Regions from separate parts of the Sus scrofa genome. Here region 2 is linked to region 1. Evidence: chromatin contacts called from public HiChIP or PLAC-seq data. All regions are on one chromosome and are shown on one strand. The core of a region is the stretch at or near the end of the contact, and the rest is flanking DNA. Distances in the headings are between cores, read along the strand shown.

What was found. HiChIP or PLAC-seq counts read pairs in DNA pulled down with a chosen protein or histone mark.
Region 2: an H3K27ac HiChIP or PLAC-seq map of alveolar macrophages shows a contact between it and region 1. The contact joins two enhancer-like sites. A contact is called at or near these places in 1 of 47 Hi-C or Micro-C datasets (epiblast stem cells) and 1 of 2 datasets of contacts at active chromatin or transcription factors (alveolar macrophages).

Annotation. Positions count from the first base shown.
Region 1 is chr2:59,961,371-59,966,248 of Sscrofa11.1, reverse strand. FCHO1 (F-BAR domain only protein 1) reads left to right here. Exons shown (of 28, transcript XM_013987487.2): 18 at 413-464; 19 at 1,036-1,127; 20 at 1,508-1,783; 21 at 3,466-3,578; 22 at 3,690-3,777; 23 at 3,934-4,042. Among named protein-coding and RNA genes, the nearest start is that of B3GNT3, 11 kb to the right of the region's middle. Within about 2 kb of position 1,323, at least 20 of the 83 cell types and tissues checked have an H3K27ac peak or open chromatin away from gene starts, as enhancers often do. A contact at or near this core is called in alveolar macrophages, where this site is marked.
Region 2 is chr2:60,156,465-60,161,817 of Sscrofa11.1, reverse strand. It overlaps COLGALT1 (procollagen galactosyltransferase 1), which reads left to right. Exons shown (of 13, transcript XM_003123493.6): 3 at 1,496-1,606; 4 at 2,816-2,933. Among named protein-coding and RNA genes, the nearest start is that of COLGALT1, 7.6 kb to the left of the region's middle. Within about 2 kb of position 3,322, at least 13 of the 83 cell types and tissues checked have an H3K27ac peak or open chromatin away from gene starts, as enhancers often do. A contact at or near this core is called in alveolar macrophages, where this site is marked.

The DNA of each region.
Region 1 (4,878 bases), core at 74-2,573:
TTGTGGTGCAGAGGAAACGAATCATCTGACTAGGAACCATGAGGTTGCGGGTTCGATCCCTGGCCTTGCTCAGTGGGTTAAGGATCCAGTGTTGCCATGAGCTGTGGTGTAGGTCGCAGATGCGGCTCGGATCTGGCATTGCTGTGGCTGTGGTGTAGGCCAGCAGCTGTAGCTCTGATTAAACCCCTAGCCTGAGAACCTCCGTATGCCGGGGGTGTGGCCTAAAAGGACAAAAGACAAAAAAAAAAAAAGAAAAAAGAAAAAAAAAGCCCAAATCTGCAGACATATTGGCTCAGAATCAAATCCCTCTCTGCTCTGCTGGTCAGCCCCAAGCCTTGGTCTGCTGGTCTGTGGCATGGGGAGCAGTGCAGACAGGGTGACAGGAAGACTGAAGGAGGTACATCTCTTACAGGAGACACTGCTGGGAAACCACAGAGGCCTCGATCTGCTCCAAGGGCTGGCAGGTAGGTTTCCATGGGGATGGGTCATTGGGTCAACATGAATGGACTGGGGAGGTGGGGGGGGAGGCGGGAGGTGGGGGCTGTCCCCACCTTTGTCCTCCTCCCCTACTGCCTCCCCCTGTCTCTGCCTCCCTTCTGTTACTCTGGCAAGGAATTAAGGCCATGCCATTTTTGAGGGACCACTTAGTCATTTGATGAACATTTATTGAGTGCCTGATATATACTTATGCTCTTCTGGGTTCTGGAGATAAATGACCAAGACAGGTCCTTCTTTGCAGAGTCACTTTCTAGTGGCTCAGATGTCACAAATAGTAAATAAGTTAGATCATATTCGATGCTTCCAATTGCTGTGAAGAAAACAAAGCAGGCAATGTGATGGAAAATAGGAGTGGTGGGGAGGGAGCAGGGGAAGTGCCGTGGACTTTGAGCTGAGCCCTGAAGAGGAGCAGGATGTGGCTGTAGGGAGAGCTGGGGGAACAGAGTTCAAGACCAAGAACAGCATGTGCAAAGGCCCTGAAGGGGGAGGAGGCACAGAAACAGTAGAACCCACCTCTCCTGTCGATTCCATCCCCAGCTGTGCCGAGAAACCGCCTTCTGATGAGCAGGTTTCCAAGAACCTCTTTGGGCCGCCGCTAGAGTCTGCCTTTGACCACGAAGATTTTACAGGTGATGAGGGTGGAGCTTCGGGGGCATGGGCGTGGCCAGCAGAAGAATGAGTGGGGCCACTGCACGGGTAGGAAGCTCGGGTAGGCGGGATGGTGAGCCAGGCTGGAGCGAGGACTTGGGTCAAAGTAAGGCTGGGCAGGGCGCAGCATGAATGGGCGGAGCCGGTGAGAAGGTGTGGCCTTTGTGGGAGTGGGGATAATTTGAATGGATGGGCGGGGCATCAGTGGCGACGAAAATAGGAGGGCGAGGGCGTGGCCTTGGGTGGGAAGGTGGGCACCCAATGAGGGCGGATCTTCCCCGACGTGGGCGTGACCTTCTGGAGAACTGACGGTACAAGTTTGAACTGGGTCTGGAGCTGGCTGCCCACTTCCCTCTCCCAGGCTCTAGCAGCCTCGGCTTCACCTCCAGCCCCTCGCCTTTCTCCTCCTCGTCGCCTGAGAATGTGGAGGACTCTGGCCTGGACTCACCGTCCCACGTGGCGCCTGGTCCCTCCCCGGATTCCTGGGTCCCCCGCCCGGGCACCCCACAAAGCCCACGTACCTGTAGGGCGCCGCCCCCGGAGTCGAGGGGGACACAGCCCCTGCCACCATCAGACTCGCCGCAGCCCCTTGCACCATCCCCGGGCCCCTGGGGGCTGGAGGCTATGGCTGGAGGAGGTGAGTGTGTCTGCCCCTAGTGTGAGAGTTCTCTGAGTCCTGATACTGGACTGAGCACCTAATGTGGCCAGGGCCTCAATTGGGGGGCGGGGGAGATGACACAGGGGAAACTCAAGCAGGCAGAAACCCTCACTCTTGCAGGGACAATAATGAGATGGCTATTTAACAAGGCATGAGTTGGCAGGGACCTGGTGAGGGCCTGGAAGGGTAGGGCCTCCCTGAAGAGGGAACATCTGAGCTGAGATTTGATGGAGGTGAGGATGGAGGTGAGGATGCAGCCATATGCACATGGGGGGAAGGGCATTCCCAGCAGAGGGCACAGCCCGTGCCAAGGCCCTGGGGTACAAGCAGGCTCTGCCCTTTGAGGAACAACAAGGAGGCTGGTATGGCTAGAACAGAGTGATGACAGGGAGAAGGAGGAAGAGAAGGGGGATGTGTCGGCAGGGAGATGGGACCAGGCAGAGCCTGGTGATCCCAGGGAGAAATGTGAGTTTTACACCTAGCAAGTTCAGAGCCACAGGGCGGAGGGCCTGAGGGCAGCTGAAAGGAGAGGGAAGGGCAGAAAGAGCAGGAAAGATGGGGCGGAAGAGCTGGGATGGGGGCATCTCCAGCCTGGGCCTTTGGATGTCAGGTGGAGGGTGGAGGCCAGGCTGGTGCACACCCTGGGGGCAGCTGTGGGATGTCATCAAGCTGAAGTGAGAGGGGAGGGTGCCCAGGGAGAGGAGAGGAGGGGAAAGGGCCCAGGAGGGAATGGGGGCAGGGCTAGAGCGAGGAGGAAAGAGGGAAGTGGTTAGGAGTTGGCTCCTGGGAGCCTGAGTCAGAAAGACCATGTGGGGTCTCCAGAAGTGGTGATGAGGTGCTTGGTACCATCCTTAGTTGAAGAAAAGGCCTCCTTGGAGCTGGTCCAAGGGAGGGCCCAGAGGAGTAAGTAAGAGTAGAGTTGTCTGAGCCTTGCTGTTGCACTAAGGTTCTCAACTGGGTCCGTTCTGCTCTCCCAGGTGACACTTGGCAGTATCACCACTGGGGGGCAGGGTGCACCTGACATCTGGGGTTGGGGGTGGAGGCCAGGGATGCTGTTTTATGGCCTAGAGTGTACAGGTGGCTCCACCACAGGAGAAGCATCCAACCCTGCTGAGAACCCTGGGGTAGAGAGCCCAGCCTGGGGTGTAGGTGGGAAGAGAGGCAGGTGAGTAAGCATTTGTAGATGGAGCAAAGCAGGGATGCTAGGGAAGCTGGAGAGCAAGGGGAACTGTGATTAGTTCATTTAGAAGAGTGTGACTCAGAAACAGGCCCAGGTGGGTGACTACCCTCATGTGCTCAGAGAGGATGAAGGTTGTGGAGTTGCTGAATGTTGGCCAAAAGGCCATTGCCAAATCCCCCTGTAGGGTGTCTGTCTCTTGAGCATCCAGCCCTTGCTTGCATACCCCCAGTGATGGGAGCTCACCCCTTATTGAGCCACTGGTTTGATGTCTGGGAGACTCAGGGTTGCAGCTGGTGTCTGCAGTCCTGTCCAGCACCTTCTCTGCAGCCCCAGGACTTCAGATCATCAGTGGGGGGAACGGGGGTGGGGTTCTTCCCCTATAAGCCCAACCCCCGCTTTGGGGCTAAGTTCCTCCCCTGGGGAGGCCCAAGAGGCCCAAGACAGCATCTCAGCCATGTCTGTTCTCATGCTCACTCCCCAGACTTGATGCCTGTACCCGCCGACTTTGCAGCCAGGGAGGGCCTGACAGCCCCACCCCGGAGACCCCGCTCCAGGAAGGTGTCCTGTCCCCTCATGCGCAGCAACGGGGACCTGGTAGGGTTGGGGGGGGTGGCAGGTGTTGGGCGGGGGCGGGGGGCAACATGGTCAGCATCAGGGTACAGCTGCTGGGGTGTTCACAGGCCGGCCTATCTCCTTCTCTTCCAGTCTCGTTCCCTCAGCCCCTCCCCACTGGGCTCTTCGGCCCCCAGCACCATCCCAGAACGGCCCAGCTTCTCATCCCAGACAGGACATGGTACGTGGGTCCTCTCTGGGCCTCAGTTTCACCCTCTCCTATGTGGGTGGGTTGCTAAGTGATACCACGGAGGCTGTGTCGGCAGAGGGAAGGTTCTGGAGTCTTAGACCTGTGCTCACTCTCTCTTGTCTCCCATTTCCTCCCCTCCACCTCCAGGAGTCTCCCGGGGCCCAAGCCCTGTGGTCCTGGGCTCTCAGGATGCCCTGCCTGTGGCCACTGCCTTCACTGAGTATGTCCACGCCTACTTTCGTGGCCACACCCCCAGGTACGCAGTGGGTGGGTGGGGGGGCAGTGCAGTCGCTGACAGGCAAGCAGAGCTCCTTGGGGGATGTGCTTCTGGGTTCCAGCAGAGACAGCTTTAAGGTGGGTTTCATGACCTGCTGTACTGCAGAACAGCATCAAGAACTGAGCTGAATGACCAGGGCTATCCTGAAGGCAGTAGGAATCATAGTGGGCTTTTGAGCAAAGCTAGGCATTGTTGGAGCCACAGTTTAGAGAAACTCCTCTGAGGCTGCTGGTGGGCATCCATCTGAAAGGAGCAAGACCAGAGGCCATGCCCACAGAGGGTATGGGTCAAGAGTGAATTGAGGGGAGTTACCATCGTGGCTCAGCAGAAATGTATCTGACTAGCATCCATGAGGATGCAGGTTTGATCCCTAGCCTCGCTCAGTGATTAAGGATCTGGTGTTGCCGTGAGCTGTGGTGTAGGTTGCAGACGCAACTCGGATCCTGTGTTGCCGTGACTGTGGTGTAGTCCAGAGGCTACAGCTCCAGTCTGATCCCTGGCCTGGGAATTTCCATGTGCCACAGGTGTAGCTCTAAAAATATATAAAAAAAAAAGAGAGAGAGAGTGAATTGAAGGACCAGGGATGTCTTGGGGCAATGCCCAGCAGAAAAGACCTTAAGAGCAAACCAAAGAGGAAGGCATAGACCTGAAACCCAAGCTGAGGACAGTTACAAAGCTAAATGTTTTCCTTTGAGCTTCCTGGTGGCCTAGGGGAAAAGAGACCTGGGGGAGGAGGTGTTCCTACATCCTTCAGCCCAATGTGGATTCTTCCTGGTGCCTGGATTGCTGTCCAGGCAGGGACACAAGGGGAGGAA
Region 2 (5,353 bases), core at 2,073-4,572, 190 kb before region 1:
TAACCCCCTAATCCATTTAGCAGACATAGCTTCAAAGAAGGGAAGCCTGGAGCACTTCCTCCCCCCCAACTGGGGCGTTGCCGCAGCCCAGATTGTACTTGAACTAACTGAAAGTCTTTCCACTCTACTGTTGTATTGGTCCCTGAAGCCAGCCCGAACCAGATCTCCTACCTTCTGACTACCAAAGTGGGTGGTAGAGTAGGGGTCGGAAGGCATGAAGAGAGAGTCTCCTTCCTAGAAGCAGAATGGGGCAGGGACATGAACACTAATTGGTGACTTCCCTCCTCTTGCCCCAGTTTCCTCATTTGGAAATGGAGATTTTTTTTTTTTTTTTTTTTTTTTTTTTTTTTTTTTTTTTTTTTTTTTTTTTTTTTGTTGTTGCTATTTCTTGGCCGCTCCGAGCATATGGAGGTTCCAGGCTAGGGTTGAATCGGAGCTGTAGCCACCGCCTACGCCAGAGCCACAGCAACGTGAGATCCGAGCCGCGTCTGCAACCTACACCACAGCTCACGGCAACGCCGGATCGTAACCACTGAGCAAGGCAGGACCGAACCCGCATCCTCATGTTCCTAGTCGATTCGTTAACCACTGCGCCACCACGGGAACTCCGAAATGGAGATATTAATGTAATTCTTGTAGGGTTTGTCTCTGAGGATGAACCAGTTAATGAGTGTGAAGCCCTTGTGCTTGGCATCGTGGTTATTACTATCGTGGTTATTATTATCGTTGTTATTCTGTCATCACTGCTAAAGTTGTTGTAGACTAAATAACAATCTCATTTGGGAGAATAGCTCTCAGCTGCCTGGTCAAACTCTAGACTCCCAGATGTTCTTATTCCCTTCAGCTTGGGTAGTCCGAGCACACAGTTGGTGCTTAAGAAATGTTTGTGGAATTTCCTGTCATGGCTCAGCGGAAATGAATCTGACTAGCATCATTGGACGCAGGTTGGACCCCTGGCCTTGCTCAGTGGGTTAGGGATCCAGTGTTGCTGTAAGCTGTGGTGTTGTTCACAGACACGGCTCAGTTCTGGTGTTGCCGTGGCTGTGGTGTTAGACCAGTGGCTACAGCTCCAATTGGACCCCTAGCCTGGGAACCTAAAAAGAAAAAAAAAAAAAGAAATGTTTGTGGAATCAATGAGTGACCACAGCCCACTCTGAGGTGAATTGAGGAAGAGGGGCAGGGCTGTATGATGTATATATATTTTTATTAAATTACGTGTCTTTAATGGTGAATGTGGGTAGACGATCCTAGATGTCCCATAGTACTAACATCATCTATTGTGCTTTTGCGAAATTAGTTCATTTAATCCCCTCTGCTCCCTGTGAAGTGGGCCCTGTCCGCATCAGATGAGGAAATTGAGGCATGGTTGTGGGGAGCATCTTGCCCAGGGCTGTGAAGCTGATAGGAGGCCCAGCTGGGGCGTGGGAGCCCTTCTTGCCTCTCTGCTGCCCCTCTTGCCTCCCTAACTTTGCTCGCTGTCCTGCTCTGTCTGCAGGGTAGCCACAGACCACAACTCCGACAACACGTCAGCCGTGCTTCGGGAATGGTTGGTGGCCGTGAAAAGTTTGTACCACTCTGTAGAGTGGCGGCCAGCAGAGGAGCCCAGGTGAGCGCCAGATCTGTCCCTGATCCTCGCCTCCAGCTGGACTCGGCCGTACCCCTGCTCACACACCCTCCCTAACTCCCCATCATCTTGGGATAGACCCCAGCCCTCAGCTCCTGATGCTGTAGCCCAACTCTGCAGCCTCAGGCGCTGGCTTTGGCTACTCTTACCCCCAGTTCAGCCTCACAATGGGCCATAATCCTCCCTCTGGACTTTTACCCCAGACCTTTGCTACACCTGGAATTCCTTCATTCCCTGGCCTGGCTTTGTTCCCTGTCTCACTCAGGCCAGACACCAGCTCTGCTGCTTAGTTTCCCTGTGAACCCTGGGGTGATTTGGATCCTTGATTCTTTTTTTTTTTTTGGTCTTTTTTTTTGCCTTTTTCAGGGCTGCTCCCACAGCATATGGAGGTTCCCAAGCTAGGGGTCCAATCGGAGCTGTAGCCACTGGCGTACACCAGAGCCACAGCAACGTGGGATCCAAGCCACATCTGCGACCTACACCACAGCCCACGGCAATGCCGGATCCTTAACCCACTGAGCAAGGCCAGGGATCGAACCCGCAATCTCATGGTTCCTAGTCGGATTTGTTAACCACTGAGCCACAATGGGAACTCCGGATCCTTGATTCTTTTCACTCTTTTTTTTTTTTTTTCCCTTTATTTGGCCGCCCCATGGCACATGAAGTTCCTGAGCCAGGGGTCAAATCTGAGCCACACTTGCAGCCTATGCTGCAGCTGCGGCAACGCTGGATCCTTAACTGTGCCGGATCTGGTATCGAACCTTCATCCCAGTGCTCCAGAGACACTGCTGATTCTGTCCTGCCACAGTGGGAACTCCTCTTTTCACTCTTCAGGATTTCTTTCTTTACCCACTCGACGCCCAGGCCAGATTCAAAGTCTGGAAGTACAGGTTTCAGCTGTTCTGCTCTGTGTCTTCACCTCTCCCAGCGGCTTCTCCTCACCCTCAGGGGTGTCCCTGCAAAGCAGTAGAGACCCCTTTCCCTCTGGGCCTTTGCAGATGCTGTGCCCACTACCTGGGACACACCTCCGTCCTCCTATTTTCTCCTGGCTTCTTCCCAGCCTTCAGATCCAGCTTACACATCCCTTCCTCCAGGAAGCCCTCCCTGACCACCCCACATTCAGCCAGCTCGAGCCCTTTCTGGGCTCAGACGGTGCCCTGTGCTTCCCACATCCCAGCTGCCTCTCCGCAGGTCCTACCCAGACGAGGAGGGCCCCAAACACTGGTCTGACTCACGCTATGAGCATGTCATGAAGTTGCGCCAGGCAGCCCTGAAATCAGCCCGGGACATGTGGGCTGACTACATCCTGGTGAGTTTCTCAGCCAGCCAGCCACCCACCCATGCCAGCGGAAGGTCTCAGGTGTCCAGGAGGAGGGTGGAGTGGTGGGATGTGGAGACAAGCCCCATGTTACAGAGTTCGGGGGAGACTGAGACTCCAAGAGAGGATGTGCATTGTCGGAGGTAACACAGCCAGTTAGTGGAGAAACTGGGATTTGATCCTGGGCCACCTGGGTTCTTAATCATCAGGAACAAATGGGGTTTTGTATCCCCCTGTGGTTGGACCCTTGGGTCACTTCCTCTTTTATCACCATTGCCAGTGGTGTGAGATCTCGGTGGGGCCGTGATGATGACCTCTGGGTCACTCCAAGAAGCAGGAGGATAGGGTGGGGGATGTTGATGACACTGAGTTGCTGAGCCCTGACTTTCACTTCCTCCTCCTGGACCCCTGGGAGGAAGGGGCTAGTTAAGGTTTGAGTGCAATGTGGGGTACATGCTTAGGGGTCACGGGTCTTCTGCGAGCTCCTTGACCTGGGCATGGTCCCCCCTTGTGTGACAGAGTGGGCACGGTGGCTGGACCTGGCTTGCCGGTGGAGGTGGAATGCATTAATGCCCAGCCTGACAGTGCCTGCACAGTGGGTTCCCATCTATGCCCCAGACCCCCAGCTTTGGTCTCTACCTTCTTTATTTCTCAGTCAACATATGTCTGTCAGCTGCCCCCTGTGCCCTCTTCCTGCCAGGCCCTGGGGACCCAGTGAGGATTGGTGTCCCAGGAAAAGCGCTTGTAACCAGAAAACAAACAAAACTGAGTGAGGAAATACCAGAAGGCAACCCTTGCTGTGAAAGGCGCTTGATAGCGTATCAGCGTCCTGGAGCTGCTGTGACAAAGGTCACACCTTTGGGGGCTTAAAACAACACAAGGTGATTGTCTCTGAGGCCTGCGGTCTGAAATCCTGGTGTAGGCAGGTCTGCACTCTTGGGGAGGAAAGCTTCCTGGCTCCTTCCAGCCTTTGGGGGCACCAGCCCTTCCTTGGCTTGTGGCCACCTCACTTAAATCTCTGCTTTTGTGGTCACATGGGCTTTGTCCTCCCCTGCCACCCCTTTTTGGCCACCCCAAGGCATATGGAGTTCCTGGGTGGGGATCAGATCAGAGTTGCAACCTATGCGGCAGCAGCCACACCAGATCCTCTAAGCCACCATGTTAGGACTGGGGATCGAACCTTTGTCCTAGTGCTGCAGAGATGCTACAATCCCTTTGCGCCATAATGGGATCTCTTGGCTCCTCTCCTTATAAAGTCACCACTCATTGAATTCAGCACCCCTCCCCAAGCCGATATGGACTGCATCTTATTTTACATTAATCATATCTGCAAAGACCCTATTTCCAAATAAGTCACAGGTACCAGGGGTTAGGATTTTAGCATGTCTTTTTTGGGAGGAGTGGGGTCCACCTTTCAATGCACAGTAGGTGGCAGAACCAGGTGAGCAGGGTTGGGGGCCTCCTTTAGGAGGTGGCCCTCACAGACAAGGAACACAGGAGCCAGCCTCAGTGGGAGCTGGGCGCCAATGCGTGAGGCAGAGGGAACAGAGTAGGGAGCGGGCTTGGGGCATTCAGGGACCAGCGAAGAGGCCAGTGTAGCCAGAGTGCGGTGACAGAGCCGGCAGTGCTGAAGTGGCAGGTGGGGGCCAGACTCTGCAGGCCAAGGGAGGGATGTGGCTTTCATTCTGAGGGTAATGGGGAGCCTTGGAGGGTGTGTGAGCAGGGGAGGGCTCTGTTCTAATTTCTCATTTTCAGAAGTCCCTGTGACTGTCATGGCGAGTAGGGCTCATCAGAGCAGGAGTGGGGCAGTGTGAATCCAGGTGGGGGCCCATATGGGGCTGTGGGTTCCAGATGTGTTCTGAGGCCAAGGGGACAGGTCCTATGGGATATGTGGGTGCCTGAGCCTGGTGGGGAAGACAGAGCTATCTCCTGGAGGACGGAGGATGGAACAGGCTTCTTCCGGGGACCCCTGTGGTTGGTGCCTTATGAGACCATTTTATAGATGGGAAAGTAGACTGCCTGCTGGGTGGGGGTCTCAGAACCAGTGAGGCACAGACTTGCCAAAACAGTCCAGCGCAGATCACCTTGTCTCCCTCCCTGGGTTGTGCTTTCATGGTTCAGGGTTGCCTGGTTTTCACTTTTTTTTTCCTCTCAGCAAACCTGGTTGGAACCCAAGGTTTTGGTTCAAAACTCAAAGCAGTATTTGACACACCAGTATATTTTTGTAACCAGGGAGTCCACATTGGAATGTGAAATCATTTGTCTCGTGTTTTTAAATTATTATTTTATTTACTTATTTATTTGCTTTTTAGGGTTGCACTTGTGGCATATGGAGGGTCTCAGGTTAGGGGTTGAATTGGAGCTACAGCTGCCGGCCTACACCACAGCCACAGCAACACAGGATCTGAGAC